Linked DNA regions of Rattus norvegicus: region 2 is linked to region 1. Evidence: chromatin contacts called from public Hi-C data. All regions are on one chromosome and are shown on one strand. The core of a region is the stretch at or near the end of the contact, and the rest is flanking DNA. Distances in the headings are between cores, read along the strand shown. Region 1 has its middle 14 kb from the start of Azgp1. Region 2 holds the start of Zfp113 (zinc finger protein 3).

Region 1 (7,279 bases), core at 369-2,868:
CAGCCAACGGAAAAAGTAACACCCACAAATCCCTCTCTGGACAAAGCCAACTTCAAGTGCAACTGGAGACTGCCCCAGCTTGGGAGGGCCTCCTTCAGTGATTCGTGTGTGTGTGTGTGTGTGTGTGTGTTCACGCGCGCGCACGCATGTGTATGTTGCTTGCATGTCGCATACATGCAGGGCAAAGATTCCCTGAAACTAGAGTTGCAGATGGTTCTTAGCTGCCATGTAGGTGCTAGTATTCGAACCTGGGTCTCCTGAAAGAGAAACCATGCTCTCAGTGGCTGAGCCATCACTCCAGCCTAGTGGTTCTCAACCTGTGGGTCACATCCCTTTGGGGTTCAATGGCCCTTTCAGAAGGGTTATATATCAGATATCCTGCATATAAATGTTTACATTATGCTTTATAACAGTAGCAAAATTACAGTTATTAAGTAGCAACAGAATAATTCTATGGTTGGGGGGTCACCAGAACATGAGGGTCAAAGCACATTAGGAAAGTTGAGAACCACCGGTCCCTATCCCCCTTCAATAAGTTTGTTTGTTTGTTTGTTTGTTTGTTTGTTTGTTTGTTTTTTGAGACAGGGTTTCTCTGTGTAGCCCTGGCTGTCCTAGAACTCTCTGTAAACCATGCTGGCCTCGAACTCACAGAGATCCCCCTGCCTCTGCCTCCAGAGTGCTGGGATTAAAAGTGAGTGCCGGGGCTAGAGAGATGGCTCAGCGGTTAAGAGAGCTAACTGCTCTTCCAGAGAACCTGAGTTCAATTCCCAGCAACCACATGGTGGCTCACAACCATCTGAAATAGGATCCGGTGCCCTCCTCTAGTGTATCTAAGAGAGCAATAATGTGCTCACATGAAATTAAGTAAATCTTTAAAATAAAGGAAAAAAATCTTTAAAAAAAAAAAAAGTGAGTGCCACCACCATGGGACTCCCCCTTCAGTAGTCCTGAATACCCTCAGTATGGCCTTGACACTCTCTCTCTCTCTCTCTCTCTCTCTCTCTCTCTCTCTCTCTCTCTCTTTCTCTCTCTCTCTCTCTCTCTAGAGTCTAGAACAGTGGTCAGGATGTAGTGTACGAGAGAAGAATCTATTTTCATTTTTTAAAAAGAGCTGGCAGAAAAAGAAACGGATCCAGTGGTCCTAACTAAAGAGCAGTAACTGTTCTTTCTCCCATATTTCCTGTGATGGCTAAAATTGATTGTCGATTTGACTGGCAGGAACTAAAAATCATTTAAGAGACACTGAACTTGTCTGTGAAAGATTACCCAGAGTATGTAAATTGCGTTGGAAAGACCCACCCTAAATGTGGGCGACACTACTTTTTGGACTAGGGTCCCAGAACGAACCAAAAGACAAAGCAAGCAGAGCACTAGCATTCCTCCCTCCCCTTCCCCTTCCCCAACCTACCTTCTCCTTCCCTCCTGCCCACCCCCTCCACCAACTGCTTCTTGATCGCTGATGCAAGAAGACCAGCGGCAACTGAACCCAAATAAACCCTTCTTTACTTCAGTTGCTTTTTGCCGGGAGTTTTTCACAACAACAAGAAGAAGAAAAGTAACTGACACATCCCCGTTGGCTGACAAGTCCTTGTACCCCAGGATGTTCCCAAATGCAAACAATGGATACCTCGGGCAGTCTCATCAGACACCTCTTCAAGCCCAAGCACGGTTCAGGAGAGACTTAGCTTCGATTTAGAAGCTCAATTGCGATCCCGGCCCGCAGCAGCTCTCTGCTCCCAGACCCGGTGAGAGAGAGACCCAACCGCCTGGTCAGGTGGGCACTCCTGAGGCTGCAGAGCGGAAGAGACCACCAACACTGCTCACCCCTGCCCACATCCCTGGCCCAAGAGGAAACTGTATAAGGCCTCTGGGCTCCCGTGGGGGAGGGCCCAGGAGCGGCAGGACCCCTGCCACAGACACCGCCGGACCCTGAAGGAAACAGACCGGATAAACAGTTCTCTGCACCCAAATCCCGTGGGAGGGAGAGCTAAACCTTCAGAGAGGCAGACAGGCCTGGGAAACCAGAAGAGACTGCTCCCTGCACACACATCTCGGACGCCAGAGGAAAAAGCCAAAGACCATCTGGAACCCTGGTGCACTGAAGCTCCCGGAAGGGGCGGCACAGGTCTTCCTGGTTGCTGCCGCTGCAGAGAGCCCCTGGACAGCACCCCACGAGCAAACCTGAGCCTCGGGACCACAGGTAAGACCAAATTTTCTGCTGCAAGAAAGCTGCCTGGTGAGCTTGGGACACACGGAAGCAGAATTTCTCTAGAACCGGGCACGTTCTGTGTTTACCGGAAGTCCCACACCCGCGGATCCCGGCCCGCAGCAGCTCTCTGCTCCCAGACCCGGTGAGAGAGAGACCCAACCGCCTGGTCAGGTGGGCACTCCTGAGGCTGCAGAGCGGAAGAGACCACCAACACTGCTCACCCCTGCCCACATCCCTAGCCCAAGAGGAAACTGTATAAGGCCTCTGGGCTCCCGTGGGGGAGGGCCCAGGAGCGGCAGGACCCCTGCCACAGACACTGCCGGACCCTGAAGGAAACAGACCGGATAAACAGTTCTCTGCACCCAAATCCCGTGGGAGGGAGAGCTAAACCTTCAGAGAGGCAGACAGGCCTGGGAAACCAGAAGAGACTGCTCCCTGCACACACATCTCGGACGCCAGAGGAAAAAGCCAAAGACCATCTGGAACCCTGGTGCACTGAAGCTCCCGGAAGGGGCGGCACAGGTCTTCCTGGTTGCTGCCACTGCAGAGAGCCCCTGAACAGCACCCCACGAGCAAACCTGAGCCTCGGGACCACAGGTAAGACCAAATTTTCTGCTGCAAGAAAGCTGCCTGGTGAGCTTGGGACACACGGAAGCAGAATTTCTCTAGAACCGGGCACGTTCTGTGTTTACCGGAAGTCCCACACCCGCGGATCCCGGCCCGCAGCAGCTCTCTGCTCCCAGACCCGGTGAGAGAGAGACCCAACCGCCTGGTCAGGTGGGCACTCCTGAGGCTGCAGAGCGGAAGAGACCACCAACACTGCTCACCCCTGCCCACATCCCTAGCCCAAGAGGAAACTGTATAAGGCCTCTGGGCTCCCGTGGGGGAGGGCCCAGGAGCGGCAGGACCCCTGCCACAGACACTGCCGGACCCTGAAGGAAACAGACCGGATAAACAGTTCTCTGCACCCAAATCCCGTGGGAGGGAGAGCTAAACCTTCAGAGAGGCAGACAGGCCTGGGAAACCAGAAGAGACTGCTCCCTGCACACACATCTCGGACGCCAGAGGAAAAAGCCAAAGACCATCTGGAACCCTGGTGCACTGAAGCTCCCGGAAGGGGCGGCACAGGTCTTCCTGGTTGCTGCCACTGCAGAGAGCCCCTGAACAGCACCCCACGAGCAAACCTGAGCCTCGGGACCACAGGTAAGACCAAATTTTCTGCTGCAAGAAAGCTGCCTGGTGAACTCAAGACACAGGCCCACAGGAACAGCTGAAGACCTGTAGAGAGGAAAAACTACACGCCCGAAAGCAGAACACTCTGTCCCCATAACTGACTGAAAGAGAGGAAAACAGGTATACAGCACTCCTGACACACAGGCTTATAGGACAGTCTAGCCACTGTCAGAAATAGCAGAACAAAGTAACACTAGAGATAATCTGATGGCGAGAGGCAAGCGCAGGAACCCAAGCAACAGAAACCAAGACTACATGCCATCATCGGAGCCCAATTCTCCCACCAAAACAAACATGGAATATCCAAACACACCAGAAAAGCAAGATCTAGTTTCAAAATCATATTTGATCATGATGCTGGAGGACTTCAGGAAAGACCTGAACACACTTAGGGAAGCACAGGAAAACATTAATAAACAAGTAAAAGCCTACAGAGAGGAATCGCAAAAATCCCTGAAAGAATTCCAGGAAAACACAATCAAACAGTTGAAGGAATTAAAAATGGAAATAGAAGCAATCAAGAAAGAACACATGGAAACAACCCTGGATATAGAAAACCAAAAGAAGAGACAAGGAGCTGTAGATACAAGCTTCACCAACAGAATACAAGAGATGGAAGAGAGAATCTCAGGAGCAGAAGATTCCATAGAAATCATTGACTCAACTGTCAAAGATAATGTAAAGCGGAAAAAGCTACTGGTCCAAAACATACAGGAAATCCAGGACTCAATGAGAAGATCAAACCTAAGGATAATAGGTATAGAAGAGAGTGAAGACTCCCAGCTCAAAGGACCAGTAAATATCTTCAACAAAATCATAGAAGAAAACTTCCCTAACCTAAAAAAAGAGATACCCATAGACATACAGGAAGCCTACAGAACTCCAAATAGATTGGACCAGAAAAGAAACACCTCCCGTCACATAATTGTCAAAACACCAAACGCACAAAATAAAGAAAGAATATTAAAAGCAGTAAGGGAAAAAGGTCAAGTAACATATAAAGGGAGACCTATCAGAATCACACCAGACTTCTCGCCAGAAACTATGAAGGCCAGAAGATCCTGGACTGATGTTATACAGACCCTAAGAGAACACAAATGCCAGCCCAGATTACTGTATCCAGCAAAACTCTCAATTAACATTGATGGAGAAACCAAGATATTCCATGACAAAACCAAATTTACACAATATCTTTCTACAAATCCAGCACTACAAAGGATAATAAATGGTAAAGCCCAACACAAGGAGGCAAGCTATACCCTCGAAGAAGCAAGAAACTAATCGTCTTGGCAACAAAACAAAGAGAATGAAAGCACACAAACATAACCTCACATCAAATATGAATATAACGGGAAGCAATAATCACTATTCCTTAATATCTCTCAATATCAATGGCCTCAACTCCCCAATAAAAAGACATAGATTAACAAACTGGATAAGCAACGAGGACCCTGCATTCTGCTGCCTACAGGAAACACACCTCAGAGACAAAGACAGACACTACCTCAGAGTGAAAGGCTGGAAAACAACTTTCCAAGCAAATGGTCAGAAGAAGCAAGCTGGAGTAGCCATTCTAATATCAAATAAAATCAATTTCCAACTAAAAGTCATCAAAAAAGATAAGGAAGGACACTTCATATTCATCAAAGGAAAAATCAACCAAGATGAACTCTCAATCCTAAATATCTATGCCCCAAATACAAGGGCACCTACATATGTAAAAGAAACCTTACTAAAGCTCAAAACACACATTGCACCTCACACAATAATAGTGGGAGATTTCAACACCCCACTCTCATCAATGGACAGATCATGGAAACAGAAATTAAACAGTGATGTAGACAGACTAAGAGAAGTCATGAGCCAAATGGACTTAACGGATATTTATAGAACATTCTATCCTAAAGCAAAAGGATATACCTTCTTCTCAGCTCCTCATGGTACTTTCTCCAAAATTGACCATATAATTGGTCAAAAAACGGGCCTCAACAGGTACAGAAAGATAGAAATAATCCCATGCGTGCTATCGGACCACCACGGCCTAAAACTGGTCTTCAATAACAATAAGGGAAGAATGCCCACATATACGTGGAAATTGAACAATGCTCTACTCAATGATAACCTGGTCAAGGAAGAAATAAAGAAAGAAATTAAAAACTTTTTAGAATTTAATGAAAATGAAGATACAACATACTCAAACTTATGGGACACAATGAAAGCTGTGCTAAGAGGAAAACTCATAGCGCTGAGTGCCTGCAGAAAGAAACAGGAAAGAGCATATGTCAGCAGCTTGACAGCACACCTAAAAGCTCTAAAACAAAAAGAAGCAAATACACCCAGGAGGAGTAGAAGGCAGGAAATAATCAAACTCAGAGCTGAAATCAACCAAGTAGAAACAAAAAGGACCATAGAAAGAATCAACAGAACCAAAAGTTGGTTCTTTGAGAAAATCAACAAGATAGATAAACCCTTAGCCAGACTAACGAGAGGACACAGAGAGTGTGTCCAAATTAACAAAATCAGAAATGAAAAGGGAGACATAACTACAGATTCGGAGGAAATTCAAAAAATCATCAGATCTTACTATAAAAACCTATATTCAACAAAATTTGAAAATCTTCAGGAAATGGACAATTTCCTAGACAGATACCAGGTATCGAAGTTAAAACAGGAACAGATAAACCAGTTAAACAACCCCATAACTCCTAAGGAAATAGAAGCAGTCATTAAAGGTCTCCCAACCAAAAAGAGCCCAGGTCCAGACGGGTTTAGTGCAGAATTCTATCAAACCTTCATAGAAGACCTCATACCAATATTATCCAAACTATTCCACAAAATTGAAACAGATGGAGCCCTACCGAATTCCTTCTACGAAGCCACAATTACTCTTATACCTAAACCACACAAAGACACAACAAAGAAAGAGAACTTCAGACCAATTTCCCTTATGAATATCGACGCAAAAATACTCAATAAAATTCTGGCAAACCGAATTCAAGAGCACATCAAAACAATCATCCACCATGATCAAGTAGGCTTCATCCCAGGCATGCAGGGATGGTTTAATATACGGAAAACCATCAACGTGATCCATTATATAAACAAACTGAAAGAACAGAACCACATGATCATTTCATTAGATGCTGAGAAAGCATTTGACAAAATTCAACACCCCTTCATGATAAAAGTCCTGGAAAGAATAGGAATTCAAGGCCCATACCTAAACATAGTAAAAGCCATATACAGCAAACCAGTTGCTAACATTAAACTAAATGGAGAGAAACTTGAAGCAATCCCACTAAAATCAGGGACTAGACAAGGCTGCCCACTCTCTCCCTTCTTATTCAATATAGTTCTTGAAGTTCTAGCCAGAGCAATCAGACAACAAAAGAAGATCAAAGGGATACAGATCGGAAAAGAAGAGGTCAAAATATCACTATTTGCAGATGACATGATAGTATATTTAAGTGATCCCAAAAGTTCCACCAGAGAACTACTAAAGCTGATAAACAACTTCAGCAAAGTGGCTGGGTATAAAATTAACTCAAATAAATCAGTTGCCTTCCTCTATACAAAAGAGAAACAAGCCGAGAAAGAAATTAGGGAAACGACACCCTTCATAATAGACCCAAATAATATAAAGTACCTCGGTGTGACTTTAACCAAGCAAGTAAAAGATCTGTACAATAAGAACTTCAAGACACTGAGGAAAGAAATTGAAGAAGACCTCAGAAGATGGAAAGATCTCCCATGCTCATGGATTGGCAGGATTAATATGGTAAAAATGGCCACTTTACCAAAAGCAATCTACAGATTCAATGCAATCCCCATCAAAAT
Region 2 (7,472 bases), core at 3,398-5,897, 91 kb after region 1:
CTGTGGAGGTCAGAGGACAACCTTGGGTATCAGTCCCTGCCTTTTGCCATGTTTGAGGCAGGGTATCGTTGTTGTTTTCTGCTATGTGTGTCATGCTGGCTGGCCTATGAACTTGTGAGAATCTTCCTACCGGTAGCTCCCATCTCCCGATAGGAGTGCTGGGACTGCATTCTTACCACATGTCTGACTCTAATGTAGGTTCTGGGGATTCGAGCTCATGTCCTCAAGCCTCTGTGGCAAGAGCTTTTACCCAGTGAGCCATCTCTCCAACCCCACAATGCTTTAATGTTTAAAAAAAAGTATGAAAATGTAATAAAACACACTATTATTTATATTTACTATGTGATAATATAAAACATTTCAAAAGGAGAGTTCAGAGCAGGTCAGATGAGTCAGTGAATAAAGGTGCATGAGGCCACCAAACCTGATGACCAACCCCAAATCCACGTGATGGAAAGAGAGAAGCAACTCCCTCTGACCTCTACATATGAACCGTGGTGCAGTGTGGCGCAGGTCTGTATATACAGCACACAAATACATAACTCGGATTAAAAAAAAAACAAAAAACAACAAACTCAATAAAAACTTATTTTAGGGGCTGGAGACATGGCTCAGCGGTTAAGAGCACTGACTGCTCCTCCAGAGGGCCTGAGTTCAATTCCCAGCAACCACATGGTGGCTCACAACCATCTGTAATGGGATCCGATGTCCCCTTCTGGTGTGTCTGAAAACAGTTTCAGTGTACTCATATAAATAAATAAATCTTTAAAAAAGAAAAACAAAAACGTTATTTTAGTTTGGGTGTGATGCCACATGCCTTTAATCCCAACACCCTGGGGACAGAGGTAGTGGATTTCTGGGAGTTACAGAAGAGCCTGGTCTACAGCTATAGAAGCCCTACAGCATAGGGTAGCCAGGGCTACACAGCAAAACCCCGCCTCAAAAAGAAGAGAGGGAGGGAGGGAGGGAGGGAGGGAGGGAGGGAGGGAGGGAGGGAGGGAGGTGGGGAGGTGGGAGAATGAGCAGAGCGTGGTAATAGACATGTTTAAGGCCAACACTCCAGACACAAGAACATGGAAAATTCAAGGCCACCTGGGCTACATAGTGAGACTCTGTCTCAAAATCAAACAAGCAAGCCCAGTGTGCTGTCCACACCTTTAATCCTAGCAGTCAGGATACACAGGCAGGCAGATCTCTGACATTCAGATCGTCCTAGTGTACACACTGAGTCTGTGGCCAGCCACGGCAACAAAGTGAGACCCGGTCGGTCTCCAAAACAAAACAAAACAAAACACAAGTAAACAACGGAAAGAGATGAGAATGCCCCCCACCCCCACCCCATGCCTTACTGCTCTCTAACAGGGGCCGGGGTTCCTGAGATGCATGGTCTGCCTGGGTTTCCATGGGCAGGGGAAACGCTCTGGTCGCTGGTCTGCTAGCTGTAGATTCTGCAGGAGGCAGGTTTTGAAGGACTGCAGAAACAAAAGATCAAAACTGATTTTTAAAAAATGCCTCCTGATTTCAGAAAGAGGGAACTGCACTTCAGTACCCAGGAACAGTGAGAAGAGACACATGGGATTGCTCTTTCAGAGCCTCCCTGTAATGAGACCACACACACAAGAAATCCAGATTTCCACAGTTTGCTCCACCCACCCAACGTTTTGAGTGAAAAGTGTTAACAGTGAGGTGGCTATCACTCCACAGAATGAAATGACTGACCCCGAGTCCGGTATGGTGTCTCACACCCGTAATCCCAGCACTAGGGAGGAAGGGGTAGGGGGATCAGGAGTTCAAGGCCAACCTGTGCTATAAGAAACCTTACCTTGGGACTAGAGGGATGGCTCCGTGGTTAAGAGCCTTCCTGAAGACCCAGGTTCCTGAAGACCTAGCACCTATATTGCAACTTACAACATCTGGAACTTCAGTTCCTGGGGGTCTAGTGCCCTCTTCTGGCCTCCACAGGTCTCGGTATCTCCCTCTCTCTCTCTCTCTCTCTCTCTCTCTCTCTCTCTCTCTCTCTCACACACACACACACACACACACACACGAAATAAAAATAAATTCCAAAAGGAAACCTTATCTCAAAAAACAATTAAAACAAACAAACAAAAAAAAAACTAACCCCAGTGTTGCTTCCTCTAGTTCTACTTGAGATCTTGCCTCGCAAATCACACAAGGGGCTAGAGTGACGCTCAGCGGTTCAGAGCACTGACTGCCTTTCCACACACAGGTCTGCTCTCGTCAGGGCAGCTCACAACTTTCTGCAACTCCAGTCCCAGGGGATCTGATGCCCTTATGTGCCCTGTGGGGACACTTGGATGCACATGGTACACAGAGATATACACAGGCAAAACACCCATTCACAGGGAATAAAAATAAAAATAGGACAGTCTGAGATGGGTATGAGACCTCATCTCAAAAAGGACAAAACCAACAAAATCACCTTCTTCTAAAGATCAACCAGTCAGGCTGTTGAGACTCTTGTCTCAGAAAAACAAAAACAAAAAAACAAAACAAAAAAACCCAAAAACAAACATCAAAAACTACAACAATAAAAGGTTAATCAAAGGGCTGGAGACGTGGCTCAGGAGTTTAGAGTACTGGCTGTACTTCCAGAGGAACAAAGTTCAATTCCCAGCAACCACATGGTACCCTCTTCTGGCGTCAGGCACTAGGCACAGCATGCAGGTGGAAGACAGACAGACATGGAGGCAATTCACTTATAGGTTTAAGACAAAAAATAAAAATTAAAAAAAAATTATACCGTTGAAATGTTTTGCTGGGTGATGGACTTGGGAGACAGGCTGGCAGTGAGTTAGAGGCTAGCCTGGTCTACAGAGGTAGTTCCAGGACAGCCAGGGCTACCAAGAAAAACTGTCTTGCACAACAACAAAAAGGGGATCCAGCCACTTGGCGTAGATGGCACAGGCCTAAGATTCTATCACCTGAGAGGGTGAGACAGCAGCACTGTGAGTTGCCAACCTGGTCTCTATCTCAAAGAAACACACACATGTGCACAACCTAAAAGCTGGGCATGGTGATGCAGGCCTTTGATCCCTGCACTTAGAAGGCAGAGAGGTAGGCAGACCTTTCTGAGAGTTCAAAGACAGCCTAGAGTTCAAGGACAGCCAGGGTTATTTATGTAGTGAGATTCGTCAAAAAAAAGAACAACAAACAACAGAGTAAAACTGTGGGCCTGCCATCCAGGCGTGGGCAGGGCCTTTCCCTTGCCCTGTTACTAACCCTACTCTCTCGTGCTGTTCCTGGGGACCAAGAAAGACCACCTCACTGTGAGCACAGGCCAAGAGGGGCCTTGCCTTCCAGATCCTTTCCTCTTTCTTGGAGTAAATCCCTATAAGATTAAAGTAGCCATGACTGGAAACTTAGCACCTTTTGTTCACTTCTAAGGTTTTTGTTTATTTGTTTTGGTCTTTCTTTCTTTCTTGGGTAGGAATTAGGGTCTAGCCCAGACTAGCCTGGAATTCACTGTATAGTACAGGTTGGCCTCATTCATACCCCTGCTTCATTTGCCTCTGTCCTGGGATTATAGATGTGAGCCAGCATATTTGGCTAATTCCTGGAAATTCACATTAGGTCAGTGTTTCTCATGACCCCTTTGGAAGTTGAACAACCCTTTCACAGGGGTTACCTAAGACCATTAGAAAACACAGATATTTACATTACGGTTCATATCAGTAGCAAAAAATACAGTTATGAAGTAGTGACAAAAACAATTTTATGCTTGGAGGTCACCACATGAGAAACTGCATTTAAGGGTCACGGCATGAGGAAGATTGAGAACCATTGCTTTAGGTGCTGCTGGTGATGTATGATTAAAGGGGTCAAGATGGAAAAATCAGGTTTAGTTTATTTCTAATATAGATACTTAAGCGGTATGGAAGGGAAACTACCATCACTGTCTTTTCACTACACCCTAGAGAGCTGAGGTGGACTGAAGCGTCTGTGTCCATCTAGGTTCTCAGTGTCTTAGCGAGCTAATGCACTAGACATATTCAGCCACTTCTTCAGGCAGCCTGCTCCGGCTTGTCCATGAAAGGGTATCAGGCAGTAAACGGGACAATCTATCCGTATCTATAGGACATGAGATCTTGGTGAGGTCCCCGAGAACCAGAGTTCGCACCTCCTCCCAAGCCCTAGTTCTCACTGAGACCCAGAACTGCTGTCACTCTCTGGTTCTCTGATCCAACTAATGAAAAACTTCCTTCTCCTACCCCAGCACAGAAATCGGTGTACTGAGAGTACCAAGTTAGGGTGGCAGTCTGTCATCAGCTGCTTTAAGGAGAGCGACGCTGGCGACTTTAAACACTGGGGCTGGGGACGGTGGGAGACACAAAAGCAAGCCCGGAGTCCCAATAAACGCGACACGAGGGATCACGCGGGCGTGCAGCTGGGGTGGCCGAGCTGGACAGCGACTGCAGGAGGAAGGTGGACCCAGAACCCCCGCGGGCCGCGGACGTGTGAACACCAACCCCCTTCCCCGGCGACCACAACTTCCACCTCACCGCGAGTCCAGGATGTGGCCCCACTCACCCTGGGGACAGGGACGTAAGACTTAGGGGGCCGGACACGAAACAGGTCCACTTGGACCCTGTCACAGTCCCACACAACCGAGAACAGAACAAAGAACGGAAATTGCCCCTCCCTATATCGTTTCCGGGTCGTCCTTTCTCACCACCCAATACAACACCCGAAAGGCAAATGTCCACTTGCTCTCTCTAGGAAAATGGGAGGTCTTCATCTCTCGATGGTTCGCTGACTCAAAGACTATTGCTGTGTTGGGGAAACAAGCGCACCAGACTACGCCACCTGCTGGCCAGGTTGGGAAGAGAGGATGCTTAGGTTGAAGAAGCAGGAGGTCCAGGAAATTCAGGGTACAAGTTCTAGTAGTTCTGAGAGTACACCATCACCCAAACCTCCATAGCAAACATAAGAAACTCGAAGAATCCGTTAATATAAATGTACATCATAGGGCGGGTGTGGTGTGCACGCCTTTAATCCCAGCACTGGGGAAGCAGAGTCAGGCGGATCTCATGAGTTCAAGTGGCCAGAATGGTCTATAATAAAAAAAAAAAAAAAAAAAAACCCAAAAAACAAAAACAAACAACAACAACAACAACAACAACAAAAATGCACCATGGGCAGTCAGTTTTAAAAAGATTTATTTCAATACATTTAATATTTATTGAAATATTTAATTTCTTATTTTTATCTGTTTTTCCTGCTCATATATATGCACACCTGATTAAGATGTAGGTCAAATGAAGCCATCACCTCTTCTGGAACTGGAGCTATGGTAATGAGTGCTAGGAATTGAACCTAGGTCTTCTGGAAGAGCAGCCAGTACTCTTAACTGCTGAGCCATCTCTCCAACCCTCGGCTTTGCTTTTAGATTGCTTGACTAGCCGGGCTGGACCCCTGAGTCCCCATCCCCAGCAGTGTACAAACCAGACAATGTGATACAGTACTTTATTCCCAGCATTTGGGAGGTGGTGGCAGGAAGATCAGGAATTCAAGTTCATTTTTTTTAGTACATACTGAGTTCAAAGCCAGACTGGGACGTCTCACATAAATGATTCTGCACTCATAAGCTTGGCATGGAGGTACGCAACTATAATTCCAATGCTTTGGAACCTGAAACAGAAGTTTAAGGTCAGCCTCGATTGCAGACTAAAACTTGGTCTCAAAACAAGTGATAATAATTAACTACCTTATTAACAAACATATTTAAAATGAGCTTCCTATAATGTAATATAATTAATACATATAAATATCAACATTAAAATATAATATAAATGGGGGTTGGGGATTTAGCTCAGTGGTAGAGCGCTTGCCTAGGAAGCGCAAGGCCCTGGGTTCGGTCCCCAGCTCCGGAAAAAAAAAAAAAAAATATATATATATATATATATATATATATAATATAAATGAGCCTCACATTTGGGGTTCAAGAGGTACCCTGAGGCAGATTGTGGTTTGGGGGTAAACAATTTATTCTAAGCATTATTAATGCTGGAGAGATTGTGCTGGAAGTTGCGAAGAGATTATAGGCTGGGGAGACTAACAGGAGTGAGGGGTGATATCGCATCTTACAGGTTTTAGAGAGGTAGGTAACCCCATTCCATGTCATTAATGAAGAATCACTAGTACACGCTAGAGGGATGGCTTGGTGGTAAACAGCACGTACTCTTATTCCAGAACTGGAGTTCATTTCCCAGTACCCAAGTCTGTAGGTTCACAACCACCTACGACTCTGGCTCCAACGGAAGGAAGAAAAGTTTGGCTCTTTAGCTAATGTGTGTCTATCATATGAGACGTGCTACCTGTTTGCCGGTGCTACCTGGATGTGCTGGTTGCTGGGTTTTGGTATACTGCCTTAGGGGAAGCGAGGATTGCAGAATCACAGGATAATGCATGTGATTTGTCTCAAGCAAATATTTTGTTTGTTTTTTGTTTTTGTTTTTTTTTTTTTTTTTACAGCAGCTGTGAGGATGGAGAAGGGAGTTCTGCAAATCAGCATGGCCCGACTAGTCCTGAGTCCAAGCCTAACATTTTCTTTTTCTAAAGATTTATTTATTTTATATATGAGTATACCATATCTGTCCTCAGACACACACCAGAAGAGGACACCCGATCCCATTACAGATGGTTGTGAGCCACCATGTGGTTGCTGGGAATTGAACTCAGGACCTCTGGAAGAGCAGTCAATGCTCTTAACCACTGAGCCATCTCTCCAACCCAACATTTTCAAATAGAATCTTTTAATTAGTCAACTGATTCATTGAACAAGGTATCACTCTGAAACTCTGGCTGGCCTGGAACTTGCTATGGTGACCAGACTGGCCTGGAACTCATAAAGATCCCTCTGCTTCTGCCTCCCCCCGTGCTGGAATTACAGGTGTGTCCTACCATGCCTGGTTCTCAAGCAAGCATTTTGTTTGACATAAAATGCTGTCCTCGTGGGGCTGGAGAAACGGCTCAGGGAAGTCTTTGGTCCTGAGTATGCTCAACCATATCTCTGACTTAATGGGAAAAAGAGCTAGTTTATTCTTAGTACTGTTTGAGTGATCATGGTCTAGGAATGCAGATTAAGGTTTCCCCAAATTTCATGTTCTCACACGGAAGCAGTTTCATGTAATGTTATAGTTTTACAGAACAATGAAAGCCCCACATTATGGCAAGCTAAAAATACATTGGTGGTACATCAAGGAGAGAGGGCTAAGCTGGAACAAGCTTTACTACAGGCTCTCGGATGCTATCTGATGACGTTCTTAGCTTTGGGGTTGGTGGAAGCTAGAAGTCTGTTAGTTAATAGATACTAAATCTACAGGTTTAGATTTTAAATAGATTTTAACGTCATAGAGTGTTTTGACACAGATGAGGGCAAGGAATGGCTGTTTAGGGGGCTGTTTGGGTAAATCAGACTCTGGACCAGCAACATTCCAAACTGTCCACAT

What was found. Hi-C and Micro-C count contacts between places; a contact is called where the count stands out from the background.
Region 2: a Hi-C map of liver shows a contact between it and region 1, with 12 times the contacts expected there. The contact joins the promoter of Zfp113 here to the enhancer-like site in region 1. A contact is called at or near these places in 4 of 12 Hi-C or Micro-C datasets (the Rat2 cell line, hepatocytes, liver and 1 more).

What each region holds. Positions count from the first base shown.
Region 1 is chr12:22,055,078-22,062,356 of GRCr8, forward strand. No RefSeq gene overlaps it. Among named protein-coding and RNA genes, the nearest start is that of Azgp1, 14 kb to the left of the region's middle. Within about 2 kb of position 1,619, at least 27 of the 93 cell types and tissues checked have an H3K27ac peak or open chromatin away from gene starts, as enhancers often do. A contact at or near this core is called in liver, where this site is marked.
Region 2 is chr12:22,142,780-22,150,251 of GRCr8, forward strand. It overlaps Zfp113 (zinc finger protein 3), which reads right to left and starts at 4,648. Exons shown (of 5, transcript NM_001427518.1): 1 at 4,552-4,648; 2 at 1,350-1,472. The coding sequence starts at 1,404.